Linked DNA regions of Sus scrofa: regions 1 and 2 are each linked to region 3. A link is a contact called in public HiChIP or PLAC-seq data. All regions are on one chromosome and are shown on one strand. The core of a region is the stretch at or near the end of the contact, and the rest is flanking DNA. Distances in the headings are between cores, read along the strand shown.

Region 1 (3,943 bases), core at 832-3,331, 77 kb after region 3:
CTCACCCGATCAAATGTCCCCACCTCCCCAAGCCTGAACTGGCCGGACCCCCAGCCAGCTGAAGATGCTTCCTCTTCTGGGTTTGCCCGCTAGGCATCCTGCCTGTTTTCTAGTCCGCATCCCTCTCTTCCTTGTCCCAAGACGAGTGGGTTTCCAGGCCTGTCGTCCCCTCCTCCCACCTGGACTGTGACTCCTCGAGGGATGACTATTACTGTGAAATCACCACCACTATTATTTACGGAGGCCCCGCGTGCCTGGCACTGCGCTAAACGCCGCCCATGGCATGCGACCCTCACGGCCACCTAAGACGCGGATCCACTGTCCCTCCGAGGAAATGGCCTCAGAAACCTGAATGGATGGCGCCCAGAACAAGGGGGAGAGCCCGGGTTCAAAGCCAGGGCTGTCCAAGCCTTCGGGTATACCCAGCTCCCGGCCGGCCTGCCTGCAGAGCCAACAGGGAGGGCCGCACCCCCAAGCTCCCTCCACCCCTCCCAGGAGCCCCCGCCTTCACCCTTGGGTTACGGGGTGGCGGCAGCCTCTGCCTTCCAGATTATGACAGGACGATTGCACCACGCACAGGCATTTTCAAAAGCAACCGTCAGTTTCCTCTCCTGGCCACTGCCGGGGGATGTGGCCTCCACCCCACCCAGGGTCTCCAACAGCCTCAGGACTCTAGGAGCCAAATATAGCCTAGGGCTGGAGTGATAAGGAAATGAACACGCCAGACTGGAAAGTGACCCAGTTTTATTTGGTGTTGGAGGCCACTTGCAGGGGTGAGGGCTGCACAACCTGCCCCTCCCCAGAGCGGGAGGCCCAACGAACGACCTCAGGACCCAGGCCGCCAGGGCGGGGCCAGGCGGGTGGGCGGCTCCCGGGACCCAGTGAACACCGTGGGCTGCGCGAGGAGAGGGGGAATCAGGCAGAGGCCTGGAATGGCTCAGATTGGGGAGCTGGGTTGGAGGATCCGAGAGGAGAGCATACAGAATCCAAGAGCTGGGAGGCTGCAAGGGGCGTCCAGACCCCTTCGCTTTAGCCCTGTGGCTCCGGGTCAGAGAGATGAACCCAAACTGTCATCCTGCAGCAAGCAGGGCCTGCAGTGAGGCCCGGCGTCCCGGCCCGGCGTCGGCTCGGTGCGCGAACCGCTGCCTCACCCTCACGGAAGGTGCGTGCCGGGGCCCCGGCGCTGGGTGCCGAGTCCGGCGGGGCCGGCCCCCTTCTCTCGGCCACGCCGGGCAGGCGTCGCTTAGCAGCTCACCGAGCCAGCGGGCGGCGCCGAACCCAAGTCCGAGAAGCAGTCGAACTCGCTCTGGCCCAGGAAGAGCTCGGGCAGCTCGCGCACGCGGTGCAGCCCGAGCTCCAGCTCCAGCGACGTCAGCGCCTCCTCGTCGATGAGTTCGGCGTCCATGCAGCCCAGAGCGTGCGCGGGTGGCGGCGGTGGCGGAGCTGGGGCTCCGGGCGCCGGCTGTGGGCCCGGGGGCCTCCCGGGGCGCCGGGGGGCGCGGTCGCGCGACTTGGGTACAGCGTCGCCACGGGCTGCAGGTGCGCGCCGCTGGCGGCCGGCGGCGGCGGCACAGCCGGAAAGGACTGGAAGGTTGGCGGCGGCGGCCCAAGGCCCCGTACGTCAGAGCCCCGGGTGGGGGCGGCGGCGGCGGGCCCAGCGGAGTCCCCCGCGGCCGCAACCCGCTGTCCAGGCCGGGGCCCGAGTACGGCTGCAGCGTCCGGAGCACGTGAGGGCCTTGGGCCGGCGCGGGAGGCGGTGGCCTGGGCACCAGGCGGTAGCCCTCGGCGAGCAGCAGGTGGTCTGCCATGACGGCCGGCCGGCTGCTGGCGGCTGCGGACCAGGGGTCAGCGCGGGCGTCCCCCGGCCCGGACCAGCGGTTCCTCTGCGCCGAGGGATCCGGGCGCCGTGCCCTCTCTGCACCCTAGCTGGGCAAAGGAAATCCGAACCCGACCTGTGCTTCTGCGCAGCCCAGGACGCACGAACTCAGAGCTCCCGTGCGCCCCAGCTCAAGGCGAGAACGACCCTGCTCAGCCACCAGGTCCGGCAGCGAGAGCTCAGCGACGCGCCCGCGACCTCCGCGCAGCCTTATACCCAGAGGCGGGGTGCCCCGCCCCCGAGCGCTCATTGGCTGGGTGAGACGATGGGCGGGCCCGCCGCGCCGCGCCTCCTGGAGGTCTCGGCCGGGTTCCTGTCCCAGCTCCGCCCTTTGGACCTTAGGCCCGCCCCCTGGGGCTTTGAGGTCTGTCCCGAAGCCTGGTGTTTGGCACTTTGCAAAAGGCTTGGTCTGGCTGCCCTAGGCTCAGTCTCAGGGCTAGATGGGGCCAAACTTGAACAGACCAGAAGATGGAGTGCGAGGGGTAGAGGAGTTACTAGGCCCCCTGAACTGCAGGATCACAAGCCCAACCTCTCAACCCTCTCAATTTTCCAGATGAAGAAAGCTGGAGAGGCAGAAGGCGTTTCCTGGGAATACAAAGTAAAGCCTGGACAGAAGGGAGACTCGAACCCAGGCCTTTTGATTGCCGCCTCTACACAGGGCAAGGACACCTTTGCGGCGCAGAGTTCCCCGGACAGTCGGCTGCCCGACTCCATAATCCCAGGAGTCCCAGTTACCCTCCCTCGGCTCCTGCGCCCTTGTCTGTGAAAGCACGTACTGAGTCGTTATTAAAGTAATTTATGGGCATGCCTGCTGAAGGACTTGTTCATCCTTGTGTCCTCAGCCCTTGGCCCAGAGCCTATAGCTCAGGGCAGGTTTTCAGTAAAAGTTGGGTGAATCAACAGACGATCAAATGAATTGCACCTCATTCCCCTGCACTCGTTTCTTCATCCGTAAAATGGGGCAACGACAGTACCAAACTCACTGGGTTGCTGTGAGAGTTAAAGGAGGTGGTGTGTGCACGGTGCCCAGCACAGTGCCTGGCGTGCAGTAGGTGCTCAAAAATGTTCCTCAAATGAATGAAAAGCTGGATTTAGTTCTGTCCCTAGGGACCTTCTGAGTGGGGGATGTTGCCCTTCCCGTGATAGCAATAGTTAGAAGGTGGATGTTTAGAATGCTATACATTCTACGCACACCTTACTGGGGGCAGTGCATGGATTATCAATCCCATTGTGCAGATCAGAAGACCGAGGCACGGAAACTGACTGTCCTAGGGTCATACGCAGCCAGAGTTAGCCGTGTCCTTAGAGCAGCTGGAGTCTCTCCTGGTGGCCAAGAGACAACCTTCTGGAACCTTGCCCTTCTCCTGTTTGCCACTCCGCCCCTCCCTTCTCTGGCTCCCCGCTGCTGGTAGCGTCCTTGGGATTTCCTGGAACTTGGGTTTATCCAGCTGGTGCAGACAGGAGAACCGTAGCATGAGAAGCCAGAGGCTCAAGTTCTAATCGTGTCTCTACCACCCGCAGCAGTATGACCGTTGGGTGTTGGGGGGCAGGGTGTCACTTTTTTCCCCAGGGCCTCAGCTTTCTACTCAGTAAAAGGGAGATTGTAGTCACCTGAGAGCTTGTGAGAAGGTCACAAGTGACCATGGATGCAGTCACATTTTTGGCAAAGTGTAAAAGCTACACACATGGGAATTGACTCCCCCGGAGTCTGTCTTTAATAAAAGTGTCAAATGGAAATTCCTAAACATGGCTGCACCTCAGACTCAGCAAGGGGAGGGTGGTGGTACAGAGGAAGAGGAGGCTTTGAAAAATCCTGAATCTCTGGCTCCATCCAGCCTCCTGACTCAGATTCTGGGAGGGTATTTGGAATCATAAATTTGTATGGTCTGAAGATTTGGGAGCCGTTGTGCCACTAGAAGATTTTCCTTTTTTTTTTTTTTTTAAGTGTGTGTGTGTGTGAGAAATGTTTTAAAAGGTCTTTAATTTAGTCCATAAATATTTGTTTGGGCGCCTATTCTATGCCAGGTATTGATCTGCTAGTGGTTTTTAAGCTTTGGGGATCCACTG
Region 2 (4,261 bases), core at 1,343-3,842, 84 kb before region 3:
CATGGGATCTGAGCCACATCTGCAAACTGCACCACAGCTCAGGGCAACACTGGATCCCGGACCCACTAAGCCAGGCCAGGGATTGAACGTACATCCTCACGGATACTAGCTGGGTTCGCTGATGCTGCACTGCAACGGGAACTCCCGAGGTTTTCTTTCTTATTCACATCCCTTACGAATCCTGTGTGCCAGCTGTGGCTCTGTACATCTTCACTCTGGGACCAAAACCTGAGAAGCAGCTCTACTTGGAACATGTTCCTTTCATGGCAGAGGACAAAGATGGCTCGTACACGTCTGCTCAGAAGTGGCTCAAGCTACTTCTACTCACATTTCATGGACCAAAACAAAGCCAGGCTTGATGACATTAGGGTGAGAAATATAATCTCCTAGGGGCAGACCTGACGGGGAAGGTTTTAGCAAAGGAGAGGCAGAGAACATTGATAACCATAGTCTACCGCAAAGGACTCACGTTCAGCCTGTATTGGTGTGACGGTTACCAGTTACATACTGACTATCAAAATCCTGAACTATTTTCCTACCGGCTGGGAAATGGCTGCTGTTCCAAGCCTTCGGACAAACCCCTCCCCCGGGATTTGCTCCTCACAGCCTGGCGACCGAAGGGTTAACCTCTAGCGGGGAAGACCCTTCCTGACTTCCCCTGAGCAGACGGTGCTTGAGCACGACCCGTCGTCGTTACAGGCGTTTACTAGCACCCTTGGCTAACTTCTTTTAATGTGTACATTTTTATTAGTTTAATTCCGAGGGAAACCGACTGCAGCCTCTATATAGTGTCAACACTTCATTATAATGATCACTAATAATCCTAATTTGTGCTGCTTCCTACACATTTTTACTTTGCTTTTACAAGTATAATTGTGTTGCTTCTTGCACTTTTGTTTTTGCACAAGCATAGTACATGCCATAATTGCTCATTAAATATTTGTAGAGATTTACGTAGCATTTTTTCCATTCGCTAAGCTTTTCTATCTCAACATACTAGTCCTCTGTTTTTTTTTTTTTTTTTGGCTCTCTTTTTCTTCTTTCAATATACTTTTTTTTTTAATGGCCACACCTGTGGCATATGGAAGTTCCCAGGGGGGCTAGTGTTCCAATCAGAGCTACAGATGCCGGCCTACGCCACAGCCACGGCAATGCCAGATCTGAGCTGCATCTGTAATCTACATGACAGCTCACAGCAACACTGGATCCTTAACCCACTGAGCAAGGCCTGGGATCGAACCCACAGCCACATGGATACTAGTCGGATTCATTATTGGTGAGCCACAACGGGAACTCCAGCATGACTATTTCTTATTTTAAGTCTGTTTTTAACTTTTTATGCCATTTCTGTCTGAAAATATTACCACTAACTTCTTTACACTTTTGCAATTTATATATTCTCCCTTACATAATTGCATTCCATCTCCCCAGCACTCCCAGGAGGTAGGAATTAGATCGTTTTACAGATGAAGAAATCTGAGACTCAGGGAAGTCAGATGTCTTGTAACTAGTTAGGTTTTGTTCATTCACTCATCAAATATTGATTGAGTGCCTGGAGTGAGATTTGTTAGGGCTGCAGACAATGTTCCTGAATTCGAGTTAAGGGTTAATTCCGCTCTGCTCTACTTCTTTATCACCAGGGTCGTGAACTCAAAGGAAGGAAACAACATATTGATGTTATGGTTGAGGACCCTGCAGGGGTGGCTCCAAGTGGCTCCTCAGAGAGGCTCCAAGATCCTTCGTAAAATTCATGGTAACTACCAGCAGGGGCAGTCTCATTTCTCTCTGTGTTTGCTACCTGACAGGAACTGTCCGTAGATAATGCCATTCAAATATATTCGATGCATTTTTTTAAAGGTTTGGGAGCTATTCAAGTGGAGCTTTGATACTTGAGCTGCAGAGACTTGATCAAATTATTTAACCCTCTGCGCTTCAGTTCCATCACCTGTAAGAAAGAAATAATGCTAATGGAGTTCCTGTTGTGGTGCTGCGGCAACGAATCTGACTAGAAACCAGGAGGCTGTGGGTTCGATACCTGGTCTCGCTCAGGGGGTTAAGGATCCAGCGTTGCCGTGAGCTGTGGTGTAGGTCGCAGATGCCGCTTGGATCCCACGTTGCTGTGGCCGTGGTGTAGACCTGCAGCTGTAGCTCCAGTTAGACCCCCAGCCTGGGAAGCTCCACATGCCGCGTGTGCGGCCCCAAAAAGCAAAAAAAAAAGGAAATAATGATAACGCCTTTGGACTAAGTTGTTGTGTCGATTTAGAGAGCTAAATATGAAAAAGTTGTAATGCTCATTGCAGTTCAGTTTCCACCAGTTTTTGAAGAAGTTTTAAACTGCATTCGAGTGAGGAAAACAACGTCCCTGCTGAGGTAAGGCTACAAGCTGACCATTCTTGGGAAGCGCTGTTCTTTCTGGTGGAACACACCACTTCAGTTTTGGGGTTAGAACCCCCTTTCGCGGTGCAGGTAGCTAACTTCTTTAACGGCGCCCTAGTCTGGCATTCCCACGTCGCCCTCCATCCCTCAGCTCCTCTCTCTCAAATTAAAAAAAAAAAAAAAAAAAAAAAAAAAAAGACCTACAACAACTGCTTATTCCCTAAAATTCCTAAGTGTGCACACAGGACAGCTTCTCGGCGACGGCTCCTCCTAGGAGGTCGCAGCGCAAACGCCTCCGGACCGCCTCGAGGGGCGGGGCCAGAAGCCTCACGCCTCATCCCGCCTCACCGTGCCGCCGCCCTTCGCAATTCTCGCGAGACTTCAAGCAACTTAGCTTCTGCGTATTAAAGACACTGGGAGTCAAGGCGCCAAGGTGGGGGGAGGGGAAGGGGGGAGACGGGGCAAACGGCGTGGCCGCCATCTTGTTTGTGCCCCCGCTTCGCGCGCGCTCCGTTCTCCGTGACGCACGCGTCCCCCTCCCCTCCGCCGCGCCCAGGTCTCTGCATTGCCCGACGCCGCAAGGGCGCGGGGGCGGCTCCTGCTCCTCGCTGGACTCCTGAGGAGGCGTGTGAGTGTGCGGGAGCGTCCGCGGGAGGGAGCGGGAGCGGGGAGCGGCGGCGGCGGGGGGAGGGGTGGCGCTTCCCGCCTTCGGCGCGGCCCTCACTGCCCTCGCGCGGCCGCTGCTGCAGTTCGGTTCGGCCTGCCCGCCGCCATGTTGTGTCCTCGCCGGGCCCGCCGCTGTCGCCTCCGCTGCGCTCGTGGGGTCCGTGAGCTTGTCGGCCCGGCCCGCGGGCTTTCTCCCATTGGCGGAAGGCGACTGCGGGGGGGCTCGCTCGTGATTGGTCGGTGGCGGGGAGGCCGCGGACCTGGCACGTTATTGGTCGCGCTGGCTCCGGCCTAGGGGGTGAGGAAGGGATCGGAGGCTGTAGGGATGCGCGCGTCTTGGGCTCGGGCTGCAGGACGGTGACCTCCTACGGCGCAGGCGTGGGGAGGAGGTTGGGAGCGAGCCGTAAAGGCCTTCAGGGGGCAGAGAGGGTGGTGGTCTGGCAGTCACTTCGGGGGTAGCCTGTGTTCCTGTGCATGGCCGGGAATGGGAGGCACTCCAAATTCCAGAGGTATCCTCCGTGGAACATGCATGGTCCGGGATAGGGGCGTGCAAGCTGCAAGGGTGCCAGGCTTGGAAACGCTTAAACCCTAGTTACAGCTTGAGGGAATCACCGAGATGCAGGGATGCTAGACTTAGATGCAGGAGTGTAACACAGGTAGTGAGTGACCCTGATGTCGGTGGATGTCAGGTCTGAGGCCATGGAGGAGAGGGCATCAGGGCCTTAGCGACATATCCGAACAGTAGGATCAGATCAGGAATTTTGCTGGCGTGCCAGTGTTGGAACATTGAGGTTTTCGGTGGAGCCCTCGAGTCCATCCACAGTTACCAGACCTGGGATGTGAGGAGGAAAATAAACAGACCCAGGCTAAGAGAGGGATTCTGTTGGATAGGAAAGCATGGTTGAATGCGGAACATAGGAGGCACAGCATTAAATAGTAACAAATCTATAGGAGTGAAACGGTAGAAGCATTTTTGGAAACATTGTCACATTTGAGAATTATATTAGTGTAATTATAAATTATCAGGTCTCAGGACCATACAACTAGTTTTGAAATGTTCTATATGAAGTTTTACTGCTCTAGGAAAGATAGAGGTCAGGGCTGAGTTCCCAGATTTCCAAAGCTATTCTTTCTAGCAAATATCAGCTATTTGACAGTTATTTGTTTGAAAGTATATTGTTAGGTTCCTCTTCAGTGGAAGAGAGCTTGACAGAGCCTG
Region 3 (4,424 bases), core at 343-2,842:
GGCCAAGCGCCGTTTGGGGACCCCTGCCAAGTCCCGGCAGCCCCCTCCCTGCCTGCCAGGCCGCTTTGCCTCCCTCCCTCCCTCCCCCGCTGGCGCGCAGCAGATCAATGCTGCCTTTGCTGACAGCTGAGAATCGAGCTCGCCTTCCCGCCCCCCTCCATGCCCCTCCCGCTCGGGCTCCGTCCCCCGAGATCCTCCCGGAGGAACCGGGAAGAGTTCGCTGCGGAAGCGCTTCACCCTGGGGCAGGGCGTGCGGAGGCAGCGGCTGGCGAGGCCGAAGCTCCCCTTAGGACGAGAGGGAAGGAGGCTCGGGAAACCCAAAAGACCTCTCTGAGCTGAGCCAAGAGGGCTAGAAGGAACGAAAGGGCCTCCCCCAAAGCTAGAGGGAGCGGGTCAGGCACCGAGACCTTCCCAGCCGGAGAGGGGACTGCAGGGGGGCACGTCTCCCCGCTTTGTATGGGCTTCTTTGGGGGGGAGGCTGTGCACCCTCCGCGCCGGTTCAGAGCTCAGCTCCCAACACGCGTGTGCCCTGCGCCTGGAAGCGCGGCAAGGGAGCGCGAGCGCCTGGGTTGGCGTGGAGCAGCCCCCCCACCGCCCCCGGATCAGAACAGGCTCTTCCTGGGGGCGGTGGTGCCTAAGCGGGATCCCCCCCCCCGCCGCCGCCGCCCCGACCCCAACCCCGCGGAGAAGGGAAGCTCGGAGGCAGGGGGGAGTGGGAGGAGAGGCCGACACACCTGAGACCCGCTGTGCCACACACACAGGTCTTTCAGGCGCGAGCGCACCGGGCCACACGCGGCACGGGCACACTCACACGCCCCGCAGCGCGCCCCGCGGCCCGGCCCCCCTGCCTCCGATGCCCGCAGTTCGCCGAGCCGCGCGCACTGCCTGCGCTCACGCCCCAACTCCACGGGACGCGCGCCCCGTCCTCGACGGCGGCCGCGCCTCCACGCCCCCCTCGCCTCCACGCACGCGAGGCGGCCCGCCCCCGGCCCGGCCCGGCCCGGCCCGGCCCCGGGGACCGCGCAGCCCGGCGCAGGCCGCCTCGCCGCGGGCCCCGGCCGGCTCCGGCCCCGGCGCTGGCCCCCGGGCCGCCGCCGCCGGCCGCCGAGCGGTCGGGTCCCCGCCCCGGCTGGCCCGGCCGCCGCCTCGCTGCCCGTCCCCGCCCTCCGCCCGGCCGCGCCGCTCGCTCGCTCCCTCCCGATTTGGGAAGGCGGCCGCGGGGCGGGCGGGGGCGGCGGGGCGGCGGGGGAGGGGCGGCCCGAGGCTGACATGTGAGCGGCGCGCCGGCGGCAGGTGGAAAGGCGAGCGGCATGGAGCGCGTAATAAGAGAGTTGGAGTCGGAAAGAGCCGCCCCAGTCGCCGGGGAAGCGGGCGGCCAGCGCGGGCTCCGGCGGCCCCCCGGCTCCGAGCGCCCGCCCTCGGCCCCGGCGCGGCCCCGGCCCGGCCCCTAGCCCCCCGCCGCCGCCCGCGCCCGCCCCGGGACGCCCAGCCGGTCCCGGGTCCGAGCCATGCGCCGCTGAGCGCCCAGAGCGCGCCCCCGCCCCGCCCCGGACCGGACCGGACCCGGGCCCCAGGCACCCCCCACCCCGCCCGCCCGGCGCCGCCCATGGCCGAGGCCCCCGCCCGCCGCCTCGGCCGGGCCCCCCCGACCGGGGACGCCCCCCGCGCCGAGCTGGTGGCGCTCACGGCCGTGCGGAGCGAGCGCGGCGAGGCGGGCGGGGGCGGCTCCCCGCGCCGCCTGGGCCTCCTGGGCAGCCCCCTGCCGCCGGGCGCACCCCTCCCGGGGCCGGGGCCGGGGCCGGGCTCCGCCTGCGGCCAGCGCTCCTCGGCCGCGCACAAGCGCTACCGCCGCCTGCAGAACTGGGTCTACAACGTGCTGGAGCGACCCCGCGGCTGGGCCTTCGTCTACCACGTCTTCATGTGAGTTCGCGCCCCCGCGTCCCCGGCCGCGCCCGCGCTCTGCCTCCGCACCCCCAGGCCCCGGGGTCCGCAGACCCCCGTCCCTCTGCTCCCGCCGCAGCCCGACCCTCGGCCCCACGCCCCAAGTCCCAGCCGCGGCCCGACCTCGCTTCTGACCCCCCCCCACCTCCTCCTAACTTCCATCCGGAGCTCCAGCCCCTGCTCCTCTGTCCCAGGTGCTCCCCACATCTGGCTTCTTGCTCCCCATCTCTCTGCAGTCTGGGGCCAGTAAAGTGCAGCTCCCCTTCCCTCTTCCTCACTTCTGTCTTCCTGTGTCCCGCCGCAAAGAGGACCCTTTGTCTCCCCCCGCCAACACACACACTTTCTGTCGCCCTCTCCCCAGCTCTGTAGCTGCCGTGGGCTCCCATAGGAGCTGCCCTCAGAGAGGGCCCTCTCCAGGGACGACCTCCACCCCAGCCCAGGGCTGGCCCCCAACTGTAGGTGTTCGGGGGTCCCCTTGAGCCACCAGAGTTCTGCCCCTGGCGTGAGTGGGCTGTCTTCACTCAGCCTTCCCCTCCACCCTCAACTTCCCAGCGGCAGCAGCCAGCAGCGGGCCGTGCCGCCTGCCCTGCAGGCTCTGCCAGCTAGCCTGCCCAGCTCGCGGGCTGCTGCACCAGGCCTGGCTCTGGGTACCCCCTGGGGAAAGGAAGGGGAGAGAGCTAGGTTTGGAAACACCCATGCTGCCGGCCCCCTCCCCCGCCTCCCCAGGCTCCTACAACTTTCAAAAACACTGGCCCTTCTTGGATGTAGAGAGTGAATTTTGGCAGCTCAGAGCCGAGTCTTGGGGGACGGCCTGGCCCAGCTGGGAACATGAGAGGCCCCGCGGATATCAGTTGAAGGGCTGGGCCTGGCGCTCAGACACTCGCAGGTGCCCGAGAGAGACCTCCTGTCCTTGGAAAATGTGCCGAAATCCATCCCTTATTGCTGCCCCCAGAGAGGGCCCTCGGGTCCTGGGGTCTCCTGGGTGGTCCCGGGTGGGAGCTGTCCTGTCTCCTTGTCTCTCTCCCTAACAGTCCTTCTGCTTGTCTGCTTCCATCCCTCGCTGGCCTGTCCGGTTGCCTGGGTGCCTGTCCATCCGTCTAGCCCGCCCGGCCGCTTGACTCTCACTCTTCTACTTGTCTGTTTCCGCTTGTCTTTGGGTCTTGGTTCCCGCCTGACCCTCTGCTGCGTGCTTGCCTGTCTCTGCCCTGTAGAGTCAGAGAGGAAGGGGGATGTGGAGCCCCCTGAGCACAGGGAGGCTGGAGGAAGGGAGCTCTTCCAGCCTCTATGCCCCCCGGGGGTGGCAGCTGCGACTTTGGGCAGAGACCTCAGGTGGGCTAGATGGGGGCGGGGGCAGCTGAGATTGCTCGGGGTGTGAGGTTAGGCCTTAGGGTCAGGGTCAATGGTTGGGAGTAGCCCAACCCCCAGTGCCCCCGGGAGGGCGCGGATGAATATTTTTCGGGCAGAGAGGCCTGCTGGAGTGCCCTGCGCTGGGCAGGGGAGCAGGGGCGGTGGAGTTGGGCCTGAGGGGCAGGGACTGCTAGTTCAGAGCAGCTGTGCTATGGCACCCTTGCCCATTCTGCGGCCTGGTGCCCAGGGAGGGTGAGACACTCTGCAGGGAGCAGCTGCGTCCTCCACAGGCCCCTCTTGGGAGGGGACTTTTCCAAGGCAGGGCTGGGCCTGGGGAAGCAAGAGGCATCTGAGGTGGGGTCCGCGGTGCCCAGGCCTGGCCTCACGGCCCCTACGAGGGTCACTGGAGGTGAAGGACTCGCCTCGCGTCCCCTGGCCAGCTCTGTCTTCACCTCCTCTGAAGGGGCCTCTCCTTCCTCTCCAGGAGCTAAATCCGCTAATACCTTTGCCCCACATCCTGCCCTTTCTGGATGCCAGGAATGCCCTGGCCAGGGACATGCTTGTTCTGACCACTTGTCCCCAGGAGCCCAGGGACGAGGCATCTCTCGGGAGTTCTGGGAGAGGAAACGTGGCGTGAAAACAACCAGACATTTGAGGATCTCAGAGCTCAGAAGGGGTGGAGGGGTCAGGAACGCCAGCTCTTGTGTGCTGTGTGATCTTGGGTTGATCACTGTGCCTCTCTAAGCTTTAGATCTCCTGGGCCGTCAAAGTGGGTAGAAAACCCCAGCCTTTCGGGCCACCCTCTTGGATGAGGCAAGGGGCGGGCAAGAGCTTGGTGAGCCGCAAGGGCCTGTGGGAGCTTAAGGGGTGGTTATTACTGGTCTCGGGGGAGCGGGCCACGCAAGAGACCTCTCCTGTGCCCGAGGAGCTCCCGACTCGGGGCTTCGCGGTCACTCGCTGTAGGGTCTTGGGTGAGCTGGCTGCGGTTGGACTTCGAGCCCGATTTTTGCCCTTTGGGTCACCCCCAATGCCCCTCATAGGCAGCCCAAGCGAGGGGGGTCCGGTGTGCACAGGAAGCTCAGACCCCCTTCCCAGAGACTCAGGCCTGGTGGGAGGGCGCCCCGCAGAAAAGCCTG

The links. HiChIP or PLAC-seq counts read pairs in DNA pulled down with a chosen protein or histone mark.
Region 1: an H3K27ac HiChIP or PLAC-seq map of skeletal muscle shows a contact between it and region 3. The contact joins the promoter of CITED4 here to the promoter of KCNQ4 in region 3. A contact is called at or near these places in 8 of 47 Hi-C or Micro-C datasets (embryonic fibroblasts, fetal heart ventricle, fetal skeletal muscle and 4 more) and 1 of 2 datasets of contacts at active chromatin or transcription factors (skeletal muscle).
Region 2: a contact with region 3 is called in an H3K27ac HiChIP or PLAC-seq map of skeletal muscle. The contact joins the promoter of NFYC here to the promoter of KCNQ4 in region 3. A contact is called at or near these places in 1 of 5 promoter capture datasets (fetal skeletal muscle) and 1 of 2 datasets of contacts at active chromatin or transcription factors (skeletal muscle).

What each region holds. Positions count from the first base shown.
Region 1 is chr6:170,322,925-170,326,867 of Sscrofa11.1, reverse strand. It overlaps CITED4 (cbp/p300-interacting transactivator 4), which reads right to left and starts at 2,081. Exons shown (of 3, transcript XM_003128106.4): 1 at 1,605-2,081; 2 at 1,482-1,602; 3 at 728-1,479. The coding sequence starts at 1,808. The coding sequence ends at 1,244.
Region 2 is chr6:170,484,343-170,488,603 of Sscrofa11.1, reverse strand. NFYC (nuclear transcription factor Y subunit gamma) reads left to right here and starts at 2,592. Exons shown (of 10, transcript XM_021096986.1): 1 at 2,592-2,809. LOC110261254 (a long non-coding RNA gene) reads right to left here and starts at 2,097. Exons shown (of 2, transcript XR_002345276.1): 1 at 2,036-2,097.
Region 3 is chr6:170,398,702-170,403,125 of Sscrofa11.1, reverse strand. KCNQ4 (potassium voltage-gated channel subfamily KQT member 4) reads left to right here and starts at 1,592. Exons shown (of 13, transcript XM_021096972.1): 1 at 1,592-1,920. The coding sequence starts at 1,607. It overlaps LOC106507678 (a long non-coding RNA gene), which reads right to left and starts at 82. Exons shown (of 2, transcript XR_002345272.1): 1 at 1-82.